Regions from separate parts of the Mus musculus genome. Here region 2 is linked to region 1. Evidence: chromatin contacts called from public HiChIP or PLAC-seq data. All regions are on one chromosome and are shown on one strand. The core of a region is the stretch at or near the end of the contact, and the rest is flanking DNA. Distances in the headings are between cores, read along the strand shown.

The links. HiChIP or PLAC-seq counts read pairs in DNA pulled down with a chosen protein or histone mark.
Region 2: an H3K27ac HiChIP or PLAC-seq map of a colorectal cancer cell line shows a contact between it and region 1, with 3 times the contacts expected there. The contact joins two enhancer-like sites. A contact is called at or near these places in 1 of 15 datasets of contacts at CTCF or cohesin (CD8 T cells), 2 of 484 Hi-C or Micro-C datasets (bone marrow-derived macrophages and nephron progenitors) and 3 of 115 datasets of contacts at active chromatin or transcription factors (CD8 T cells, a colorectal cancer cell line and pancreatic cancer cells).

Annotation. Positions count from the first base shown.
Region 1 is chr13:51,999,187-52,005,537 of GRCm38.p6, reverse strand. No RefSeq gene overlaps it. Among named protein-coding and RNA genes, the nearest start is that of Gm40948, 81 kb to the left of the region's middle. Within about 2 kb of position 3,542, at least 48 of the 459 cell types and tissues checked have an H3K27ac peak or open chromatin away from gene starts, as enhancers often do. A contact at or near this core is called in a colorectal cancer cell line and pancreatic cancer cells, where this site is marked.
Region 2 is chr13:52,113,856-52,120,028 of GRCm38.p6, reverse strand. 4921525O09Rik (RIKEN cDNA 4921525O09 gene) reads right to left here. Exons shown (of 8, transcript NR_045061.1): 4 at 1,338-1,862; 5 at 470-891. Among named protein-coding and RNA genes, the nearest start is that of 4921525O09Rik, 20 kb to the right of the region's middle. Within about 2 kb of position 4,923, at least 59 of the 459 cell types and tissues checked have an H3K27ac peak or open chromatin away from gene starts, as enhancers often do. A contact at or near this core is called in a colorectal cancer cell line and pancreatic cancer cells, where this site is marked.

The DNA of each region.
Region 1 (6,351 bases), core at 2,293-4,792:
GGAACTAAACCAGCAACCAGAGTACACATGGAGGAACTCATGGCTCCAGCTCCATATGTAGCAGAGTATGGCCTAGTCGGTCATCAATGGGAGAAGAGGCTCTTGGTCCTGTGAAGGCTCGATGCCCCAGTGTAGGAGAATGCCAGGGCCAGGAAGCAGGAGTGGGTGGATTGGTGTGTGTGTATGGTGGGGGGAATAGGGGATTTTCAGAGGGGAAACCAGGAAAGGGGATAACATTTGAAATGTAAATAAAGAAAATATCTAATAAAAATTATATTTAAAAAGACACAAATACACATACAAGCATGCAGACACACATATGCTCACACACACAAGCATGCAGACACTTATGTGAACACACACACACCAACTTAAAGACAGAAATGCACACACAAGCACGCACACACACATATACATACACACACAAACCAGCTTGAAGACGAAAGTACACACACAAGTATGCAGACACATACATACATACATACATACACACACACACATACATATGCAGACATGTCTGTGAGTGTGTATACACCCACATACACATGTAGATGTACATGCATACAAAGTCCATACTCTCAAATAGGACCACCCACTAGGAACCAAGTATTCAACCACATGGAAACCTGTGGAAGAGAATTCACACTCCACAATGTGTGAACCTATCGCCTGTCGTGAAACCTTCCATAACCATCAGAGAGAGAAAGCAGGAGAAAGAAAACCAACTCCTGCTATCCACACCTCTCTCCCTAGTGCTTTGCGGGCTGTGTTCTACAGAATTCCTCCGTGGGCCTGGAATCACAAAGGGGGCACAAGGCTGACCCCACCATATGCTGACAGCCACCTCTGTCCACCCCTGCCTCCTCAGGTGCAGGTAAACACAAGCTCCATTGGCGTGGGAATGGCCCCCCATTCCCTTAGAAGCCCAACCTTGAAGCCATTTTGGAAAGATATCAAGGCTTCCGGTATCTGCCGGTTAGCCCCCAGCTGGCTGGTTTGAAAGCAGCTTTGAGGATCAAAGGTATTCTAGAAGGTAACAAGGCTTGAAGATCAAGGAGATTCACCTGTTCATCAAAGGAGAGGGGGCCTTTCCTGGGAGGTTCAGGCCTGTACAATGTTAACCACAGGGAGCTCTGCTTTCGGATGAATGTTCCACATGGCCAGGAAGCTAGAGAGGCTGGGGGCCTTGCCTCTGCCCCATGCACACTCAGTGTGTGACTAGGAAGCAGCCAAGAGGAGCCCAAGAGGAGGACCAGAGACTGAGGTTGTACAATGTTACCACAACCTTGTGTGGCTGTGGAAAAGTCAAAAAGAAGACACCAAGACTGAAGGGAAGAAAGATAAGGCAGAGGCAGAAGGCAGCCACATCCTCAGAAAGAGACAGCAGCACTGTATGGATAGCGTGCATGCACAGCTTGAGCTGGTTCCTGTGCAGGGAAGGCTCGCCCAGTTCTGAAAAACCGCTGACACCATGTCACCAAATAACCACAACTCCTTGCACTGTGTGTGTGTGTGTGTGTGTGTGTGTGTGTGTGTCTATTTTTTTAAATCATGGTGGAGAGGGACAGGGGACATGGATCTCCTTCTCGTGGAACACTGGGCTCATGAGAGCAAACTGCTTTCAAATACTGCCCACCTATTCCCATGCCACCCAGCCTTCCTCAGGGCCAGAATTCCCTCCTGTGGACAAATTTGGTATGTGGGTGTGTGGGAATTCAATCCATACCATCCCTTGCCTCTTGAGTCAGGCCGGGAGCATTGATCTCGTGGTGACCCAGACATGTCTGAATCATGGCATCGTGGGTGTGATTTGGCTCCACGGGTCTCCCACTTTTCCACAGCTATGCTTGATTTTCAGAGTCTCAAAGGAGCCTTCCTTCCTCCCCTCAGGGAGGCTCAGACAGTAGATGCTTGCTAATCTCACCTCACACCTTCTGATGCAGTTTGGGTATCTACTCTCACCTTGTGCTCTAATGGGGCCACTGTAGCACTAGGCTGCAGAAATGTCTGGTAATGGTAAAGAAAAAAGCAGTATCCCTCCCCTAGAGCCATCCTCTATATACACCCTGGGTAGCAGCATGAATGGCTGGGAAATGCCCTCCCCAAAGGAGCTGCAGCTGACACTGAGCATGCTTGAAACAAGCTCGCTCCCCTTCCCCCATCCTTCATGTAAAGGATTGAGGGAATTTCCCAGCCAACTATAGAGTTGGTGAATTGGAAGCCCTCGTTCTGTACAGTCACAGGGCAGGGGAGATGGCTCGGTTAGTAATATGCTTGCCCTGAAATCATAAAGACCTGATCCTCATATTAAAATATGTATCTGTGTGTGGTGGTATCTTCTTGCAACCCCAGTTCTGGAGAGGCATAGACAGGCAGATCCCTGGGGCTTTCTGGCCAGACAAGCTAGCCTACTGGTAGAGTTCCAGTCCCATTAGAGATTTCATAAGAAAGAAAGAAAGAAAGAAAGAAAGAAAGAAAGAAAGAAAGAAAGAAAGAAAGAAAGAAAGAAAGGAAGGAAGGAAGGAAGGAAGAAAGGAAGGAGGGAGGGAGAAAGGGAGGCAGGGAGGGAGGGAGGGAATCAAAATATGTACTGACAAGATGACTCAGCACATAAAAATGTTTGCTGCAAAGTCTGATGACCAGAGTTCAATTCCTGGGACCAACATAATGGAAGGTAAGAATTGTTTCTCACAGAGCATTGGCCTTTGACATCCACAGGTAATTCGTTCCATGGCCTCATACACACACACACATACACATATGCATTCACACAGATGCACACACATATATATGTGCATACACATATACACACATAAATACAAGCACACTCACATAAATAAATACTCAAAATTTTAATACACACCAGCATGCAAGTGTGTGCACACACAAAGAAAAACCCAAACAAGTCACTAAGCCATTGACATGAAAGAAATACTTTATCTTTTTCTAAAGCATGTCAGATCTGGCTCCAAGCTCCCACCGGCTTGCCAAGGGTTGGGGTGGGGGTAGCTGGTTTCAGTTGTATCTTGCGGTTCCTTCTTAGCTTCTTGCAATGTTTGATGCTCACACTGTCCGAGAAAATGAGGTACCAAGCCACAGTTGGTTTCCCTTCAAAGCAGCACAGCCCCTCCCAGTCCCCACCAGAGAGCCTGCAATCAGAGTTGGCAGGCCTCCTGGAACTCCCCGAAGCTCCCAGGTTCTTTCCTGGATCCTAACGACACCCTCCTTGTATTGAGCACAACAGTGTAGTGAGATGCTCATGGCTCACTGATGGATGAGCCCAGGGTGTGTTTACAGGCCCTTCATTCACTGTCCTTCCTTCTCATCCCAGTCTTCAGAGCAGTAGGCCTGTCACGGCCACGCCCTCCTCCATCCTCTGCACTTCTAAATATACGGGCTGGCAATCTACAACTCATTCCTTTTGGGCACAATAAAATCGCCCTTAGATTTCCCAAAAAACTTTGCTATGTAAGTGATCTCTTCAAATAACCGGTTGCTCGTTCCACTCCCTGACTCACTACAAGAACGTGTCAAACTAACCAAGCTCGTTCCTCGTATTTATGAGTCACAGATGTGGACCAGAGAGATCCCGGGGGGTTGGAAGGGCCAGCTCCTAAGAGTCTTTGATGGTTAGGGAAAGTGGCTTCCATAGATGGTAGTTCAAACGTTTTGGAGATAAAAAAGCACACGTGGACCTACTCCAAGCCAAATGCTTTGCTCAGTTTCTCTGACTCCTTATAGCCAACTTGCAACAGGATGCCCGGAATAATCTAGAAAAACCTCTGCATGGAGCTAAAGGGAAATAATAGACTGGTCGTGTTTCCTGGCTATGAAAAAATATTTGAGAAATTCAACAGAGTAGGGAAAGTTTGTTTTGACATCTGGTTTCACAGTCTTCGGTTCACAGTAGGCTGGCCCTGCTGTGCCAGGACCCGTGGCAGAGTGGCTCATCACACCCAGAAATTCACAGAGGCCACTTACCTTATGGCATTCGATAATCAAAGGGAAGATCAAGAAGACATCGGAGTCACAGCCCCAGTGACCTAATGTCCCTCTACCAGGCCCTGCCTCCTGAACCCTCCTCCAACCTTCCAAAGGTCCCATCAGTGAAGGGACAAGCCCTTTATGTTTGGTCCTCCGTGGGACGTTCATGATGCAGTCGTTACAGAGTCAGTGCTATGCCTCAGGGGTAAGACTAGAAGCTGAGCCCTCCCTTCACTAGAGCAACGTCTGAAACGTCTCTGTGCCAAGGCTCTCCCATGCATCGTATCACCTCCTATCTGCTCGTATCAGGTTCCCCATAGGATCTCACAACAACCAGGAGAGCCTGCATCTAAAGGTGTGATACATGGGGTACTCCCGGTCATCCATCATTCTAGATAGCTGAGACTAAACAGTGTCTCCAGGGTCTATAAAGCGCTTGCCACGAAAACACAAGGACCTACGTTCAATCCCCAGAACCTGTGCTAAAAAGCCAAGTGTGGCTCTGTCCACGTGTAACCCCAGTGCTGCAGAGGTGGTGAGTGGGGCCTCTCCAGAGTTCGTGGGGCCACCCAGCCTAGCCCAATCAGCAAGTTCCAGGCCTGTGAGAAACCCTGTCTCAAAAACCAAGGTGGACAGTGTCCTGAGGAATTATGCCTGAGATTGACCTCTGACCTACACACACACACACATATACACACACGCATGCACATGCACGTGCATGCACACACTCACCCATACAGAGACTATACCTCTATATCCGCAACCTAAAAGAGTCAGAGTGTTTGTGCAAAGGCTGAGAGTCCCTCACACACCTGCCATGGTCATGTTTCTTGGATATGTGTTCCACGTTTTGACATTTCACAGTCCCTGGAATCAGCAATGCTCTGAGTCACACACAGCTTAATAGAGTCCCCAGTAGACACGGTACTCATTAATTGGTGCTTTGAGGACATCCACGGATTTGTCATTAATGTCAAATTTGTCATTACTACCTTTCCCCAGTAGAACGGTCAGTGGTGGTGCTAGCAGATTTGTGTTACACTCCACGTGGTAGAAGTCAGCCATGTGCACTGGAGAGCCAGGTTGGCCCGCATGCCGCTTAAAACTAACACTGTTCACTTTAAAACACTTGGAGGTCTTAAGTTCAACTGAAACTGAGTTCATAAAACCGTGAGATGTGTTTTTTCAAACAGATGACTGAAGTCCAATTCATTGTTTTTCATCAAGCATTTCTTCCTACTAAACAAAAGCATGCCTCATTTATTTCTCCTAAATGGAGAACAAATTATAAGTCTTGACCCTTGGGAAAGTAGGAGGAAGCCCACCAGTGCATCAACATATGGGTCCTTCCTTCCTGTGGGTCACCTGACCCTGGGAGGCCCCTGGCTCTCTCCCTCTTTCTCCAGAGGTCCTTCAGTTCAGCCTTTATTGACAGCCACATAGAGGGAAAGCCCTAGAAGGTCACATTGACCTTCCCTGCTAATCCTTGAGGGTTGTCCTGTTCTGCTTGGCTCCAGACAAGGGAAGCAGAAAGCTGACAGCCAGGGAGGGTCTGTTTGGAACCAGTCCTGAATGTCCCTATGACTTTTCAAGGACCATGCCGGTGGCAGCAGTGTGTTCCTGGTATGTTCAGGGTGGTGGAAATATGTTTTGTGCTCCTTCGCCAGAGCTATTCCTTACATCACCAAACGAACACTCCTGTTATCTTAGTGTCTTCCCAGGTTTCACACAGAGTGAGCTTGTTCTGGTCAGAGTTCCTTTATGGGGGTGTTTCTGGCTGTGACTGGGGCTCAAGCTGCCAGAGAGTGAAGTGTGGGGGTGTGCCACACATGTAGTATTCACACACACAAACACATGCACACATACACCCATATACACTCACACACATTCAAGCGTGTGTACACATGCATGAGAACTGAAGGATAAAATTAACGAGGTTCCCCTCCCTAGGATACCCAGGAATCATAGTAAGGTCGAGATTTCCGAGGTGACTCTGGATTGCAGGCCACTCCAGTATTCTCTTAGAAGCTCTTACTGTAAACTTGTAAACTCACAGTGACCCAGAGGTGCTCGGTCAGTAAAGTCTGTGGACAGCTCATGCCTTCATTCCAGGCGCTTGACAGGAACCCTGACCTCACTCAAAGCCCTGACAAGCTACTAGAGACAGAATGGACCACAGACATTCCAATTGCAAGCTAAACAGACTAGGAACCACTGGGTCTTAACTCAGATGCTAATTGCCAGAAGCAGAGTAGATTCAGGCAGGTTGTCCAGAGCCTTCCCCTTGGTGTTTGAGGTGATCTCTGGATCCCCTTAGTTGGCATTCACGGAAACTCCCCCAGGAAAGAGAGTCTTCCCTGTGACCAC
Region 2 (6,173 bases), core at 3,674-6,173, 110 kb before region 1:
AACCAAGGCTGGGTGAAGCAGAGGCACCAGTGGAGTGTGGGGCTTCTGTTCTTGACAGCCTCACTCTGCCTCAGCACCTCTGGACAGGAGCAGGTTTGCAAGGCAGTAAGCATCCTACTGGCACAAGCTGGAGCCCACCAAGAAGAAACCCTCTTTTTCTCATGGGTACCTGTAGAGGGTAACCATAACACTTGCAGGGATGCCCACAGGGACCTATGCCTCCTACCCCCAACTCTCCTCATCAGGGAAAGTTTGTTCCCGCTTGTCCATGGCCCCAGTCCCCACCCAAAATGCTCATTCCTTTTTTCTCAGGTGCCCAACTGGAGTTTCCTCTGAACAGACTCCCCCTTTCCCTCATGCCCTTCCCCCTCCTGTCTTTCTTTTCTTTCTGCCTTCCCTGTGTCCCATTTGCCCCTCCCCCCACCCCACATCCTCCCTTTATAGCCAGTCGCCATCCTGCTAGACTTACATAGTCTCTGAACTGATCAGTGATAATGTTGGTGAGGAGGAGGGGGCAAGCTGATGAAGACCCTGAGCCCAGTGAGACACTCAGTTCTCTCACTGTGGGCGCTCCATCCCACATGTCCTGCAGAGGCTGGAGGGATGTAGCTTCATAAGGTGGAAGCCATGTGGACCACGTCCTTCTCCAGAGGACAAGACTGGCCTCATGTTGAACTACAGGAAGGAGGAGCCGTTAGCTGAGACCCAGCAGCTAGAGGAGGGGTAGGGGAGCTGGTGCCTGCCTCCCAGGGTTGTCTGAATGGCAACAGGTTGTGTGAGCAGACAGGCCCCAGGAGTCCTGGCCAGGCTCCTCCCTGTAGCTCTCAGTCCATACCAGGCTGAGCCCAGCCCTGTGGTTTGATGATCACAGAGCTGGGCCTGTTTTTACCCCTTGAAAAAGGACACAAGAAAAGGACTCTATTAGTGACTTTGACACAGTCAGGTCTTTAGCACTAAGCTAGCCCTGCTGGACCACAGCTCTCTGCCTGATTCCTCACACCTGAGCCTATGTTCCCCTTTCCCCAAGCCCACATCCCTCCTCCCTCCTCCCACCTCCCTCCTCCCTCCTCCCTCCTCCCTCCCCCCTCCTCCCTCCTCCCTCTTTCTTCCCCCCTCTTGCCTCATTCCTTAGTCCCTGCTCACACCCTCTGCTCTCTGCTCCTGGCTCAACTTCCCCAGAGTTCACATTAGGGGGATGCAGAGGAAAAGCTCCCTCTCGGATCACAGACAGCATAGGGTCCGTGCCCTCTATACATGGGCCCATCCCGTCGGCAACTGGTCGTGCCTGTGCTGTGCTTCCCATGAGACCACAGTTCCCTCCCCTTGTTGTCTCTCACCTGGGAAATGTGCTGTTTTCCTCTGAGATAGAGAGGCAACAACATAGAGTGTGAAGCAAGTGACCAATCTGCACCCCACCTCCTTCCAGCCCCTTTGTCTAGTGGTGTGGGAGGCTGTGGGGGCCTCCTGGCTGCGGCCAGTGCTCACTGATGATAGAACCCAGTGACCAGTGATGGCTCTTCAGGGGATCTCCTCCTGTCGCTCTCCTCTTTTGTTCTCCTGTCCCGGGGAGGGTTCATGGAGATGATGTCATCAGGTGATGTTTCATTGGATCCCAAGTCAAAGCGGATCTCCTCCACAACATTGCAGCTGCTCACAGCATCCTCGGCTGCATGGTGTGGGGTTGGGTTGGAAGGACAGGCAGCACGGTAGGTCAGGTAAGCTGGGCCTTGAGCAGCCCTCCCTCCTTCCTTTCTCATCCACCTCCTGCAGTTGGTCCTTCCCAGACGAGATGAAAGTGGGAAAGAGGCAGATGGTAGGAGGACCTGTAGGGCTCATGTTTGAATGGCGCTTCACAAACTTCCCTGTTGGATGAAAAATGTGCCCATGGCTTAATCGGTATCTCAGTACAGTATATGTTCCTGTGACCTCATCAGGCTTTCTCTTTCCTACAGACTCCATGACTTTTTGGACTTTGTAGCTCACGGTGCCTATGGCTTCCACAATCTTGGCAATTGGAATTATTGGGGTGATCACTGGGAAAGCTGGTGGCAAGGCTTCATCACAGAGACTTAGCCATGGGAACCCCACGGGGATATCCTTTCCTCAGGACCTACAACAGACAGTAGGATAGAAGGGTTCCCCAGTTCTGACAGGCTTGGTGGTCTCAGGGGCCTGCGATTGGCTGGTGCAGATCTGAAAGGCTCAGTGTCTTGTATAGTGTAAACCCAGCAGCCATAGTGTAAATCAAGATGCCAGGACTCCACATGTCCATGGGGAGTCTATGACAGCCTGAGCCCTCCAATAGCTCTGGTGCTAAGTGAGAATGTGTGTGGCAGACTTCTTCTGAGATCTGGCCAGCAGTGACTTTTATGGCCATCCCCAAGTCTCAAAGTTCCATCATTTAAACACTGACTCCATCCCCCACCTATGGGCTCTAGCAACGAGCTCACCTTTCTGGGAGATCTGCCGTGGGCTCCAAGTATCTCAACCATTCTCGTCAGTGTTTGAGGCTAGGATGTCTCTGGTCCCAGGAAGTCACTTTATGAACCTTCCTCCCCAGCAGACAAGCATGTCAGTTGGCCTACCATCACTCACAAAGGCCCAAACGCAGCTTCTTGGCAAAGAAGGTTCAGTTGGGCTCACAGTTTTGGAAGCTTCGGTTCACACTCCACTCTTTCCATTGTTTGAGGCCCGAAGTGACACGTTATGGCCAGAGTATACAGTAGAACAAAACTCACTTCGCAACCAGGCAGCCAAAGGAAGAGGGTGGGGTGGGGGAGAGAGAATCTGGCAGGTGTGAAACATTGGGATTCTACAGCTCTCTCCCAGAGAATCCCTTCAGTGACTCAAAACGCTCTCACTGAACCCAGCTCCCAAAGGCTCTCCCATCTCAAGTGACAGACACAACTTTCCATGCTTGGGCTGGCTGGGCTGTTCTACAATCAAGCAAGATCAGTGCCTTCTGGGAGGATGGCTGAGATGCCCACCCTTGCTTTTTCCCTCCTGCCCTGAGCTGTTATAATACACTTGGAAGGCAGCCTGACAGCAGAGGTGACAGGGTTGTAGGAGAGCTGCCAAGGGCACGGCTCTCACTGGCACTATCTCTGAGATGCAGGCAGGCTCTTGGCCTGCTCCTCTCATAATTCTTTACCCACGGAATCCCACACAGCAGCTTTTGTAAAAAGCCGGAACACATCCCTCCAGGTCTTTTGCCTTTTGTGTGGCAAACTGTTTTATTTCCATTTCTTCTTCCCTTCAGAGTGCGTGACTTCCCCCAAATATGGAACCGGAGGTCAACTCTGCTTTAGACCAATGAAAAATTAGTTCCATATGTACGCTGCCCATGATTGAAGGAGCTACTACCAAAGAGTAGAGACTAAAACATCCATGAGCTGTGAAGCTGGTCAGCTGAGGATTCTCCTGGCTCACACGCAGTGCTAATTTCTACTTGATACAGCTTTCCCCTGGGAAGGAGGAGCTGTCGAGTCAGGGGATAGTAGTCTGTGTGTGGCTCCCGATGCCTGGGTGTGGAGAAAAATGCCTGTTTCTTAAACTCTCTATTCCCAGGACACACATTGCTTCAGACCCCCCTGAGTTCAATAGGACAGCTGGCGCCATAGCATTGGGCCACTCCACTGGGCCAGGAAGCATGAATTAAGGAAACAGCACACTTCCATTGGCCTAGAACCAATCCCAGGGACCCAGCCCAGTTTGATTTCATCCCCTGCATGGACTGGAGATACTTTACAGCACCCTCAGCTCCTCTAAAGACAAGCATAAGGAAGAGACAGGCAGGGAGTCAAAACACATTGCACAATGGGGTTGAAATATCCACATATACAAGTAGCTGGGTTTATACATTCATGATAAAGAGAGCTGATTGGGTGTTGAGAAGTGACCTGGTATGGAACACCAGTTCAAAGCTAACCCAGCAAATGGGCTGCAGAAGAGCTGCTCCCCCCCCCAGTCTAGTCTAGCCTGGTTCCTCTGACCCAAGGCTAGCCAAGGTCAGCCTCCCAGCTCCCAGTCTTCCCAGTATTTGGTCTTCCTAGCCTTGCAGCCCCCCACCGAGATTATCAACTCCCCTGAAGTGAGCTCTCTGCTGCTCAAGGCTTTGACACTTGAGTTCTAAGTCGTCCCTCATTCACCAGTGACACAGCCCACAAGGGGTGCTCATCAGACACCCTCGAAGAGCACTCCAAGTGGTCACATCTTGTCTCCAGTGTCCTTGACCTTCTATAGAAAGGACAAGACAGGAAGTGGAGGCCCCACCCTCGCAGTTTTGGGGGTGGAAACTGCTCCTTCGCACTAGGAAGTGACCTGCACCATGGAACCTCTCCTTGGCCGGGCTTCCCACTGGTGTGTACATCACCCAAAGTCCCTTGACTCCTGTCCCTTGTCTCTAATTGTTTGCTATCTTGAGCAGCTGCCAACCCCCAGAAAGCATGGCTTTTCACCAGGCAGGATCCCATGTGAACCAAATTTATGTCAGTAAGTGATGGTGAAGTTGTTGAGCTGCCCCACCTGGATTCCAAGCAGCGTAAAGAGTACTACGGGAGGATGAAGGCCATGCTGCCCAGTGGGATAGTGTGTTCAGGAGGGCAATGGAGACCACAGTGAGAAGAGGCTCTGGACTTCCTGAGCAAAAGCACCTCTGTCATGGGGAAGGCATATTTAGCCAGAGTTCAGATTCATAGGCAACAGAAGGGTGCCCATAAATGATGTGCTAAGACAACTTTGGAGTTTGGAAAACGGCATTGCTAAGATCCCTCGCTCAGTCACCCTGTGTGAGCACAAGCACGTGACATTTCTTCCTGACATGACAAATCCCTGAGGCAAGAAGGCTTATTCTGGCTCGCAGTCTGAAGGGACACAGGGCCTTTGTTGTGGTTAAGTCACTGCAGAAGGCATGGAAGGTATGGGTAATAGGGACAGGAAGCCAGCCGGTCACAACTGGCTGAGCCTAAACAGGAAGTGGTGCTGGGTTATAAACCTCAAGAGCCCGCCTCAGTGACTCATTTTCTCTAGCCAGGATCCACTTCCTAAAGGTTCCACAATATTCCCAAGTAACGTCCTCTCACGAGGAACAAATGTTCAAACACGTGAGCCTGGGGGACAGTTCACATCCAATCACAACAGCATCCCTCTCCCCAGCTCTGCTCCTCCATTTTATATACAGCATGTTTCTCTCCACTCAGGGGTTCAAGGCTCCCCGACAACACAGTTGGGCCGTGAGAGCAGAAAACCAAAGAGTAGATTTCAAGTTAGAACAGTCCATGGTAGCACATTGTTGGTAACATTTGCCAAGTAGAACTGAGGAGCCTCCAGGGAGGGAACACCCTTACCCCAGTGCCTCTCGCTGGAACCAAGTTCTGCAGAGGAGAACACTCTGTGCAGGGTTTCGCCTGCAGGCAAGTCACATCTTCCTGGCTTCTCACGTTTCCACCCAACAGCCTTTCCCTAAGAATGATTCATCCTTCGTGATCATATGCCAGAAAGATTTTACTGAAGGAACCCTGTTATAGCTGTCTCGTGTGAGGCTATGCCAGTGCCTGACAAATACAGAAGTGGATGCTCACAGTCTTCTATAGGATGGAACACAGGAAGCCCAATGGAGAAGCTAGAGAAAGCACCCAAGGAGCTGAAGGGGTCTGCAACCCTATAGGTGGAGCAACAATATGAACTAACCAGTAGCCCCAGAGCTCATATCTCTAGCTGCATATGTAGCAGAAGATGGCCTAGTCAGCCGTCACTGGGAAGAGAGGCCCCTTGGTATTGCAAACATTATAGGCCCATTCCCAGTACAGGGGAATGCCAGGGCCAAGAAGCAGGAGTGGGTGGGTAGGGGAGCAGGGCGGGGAGAGGGTATAGGGAACTTTCTGGATAGCATTTGAAATGTATATAAAGAAAATATCCAATAAAAGAATTTGGTTTGTAACTACAAAAAAAAAGATTCATCCTGTACTTCATCCAAAGGGGGGGGGGGGGACAGACACAAGAGCACGGAAGGGGCTCTGTGGACCCACTGTTACAAAGTGGGGCCCACCTGGACCTTCACCTGTACACTGGGGCAGGCTGCATCCTGGGAACCTATACTATGCAGCAGAAATAGGATTCCCTTCCTAGTTTTACAGGACCAGCAGAAATGACAGTTCCCACTCGGGAGCCAGCAC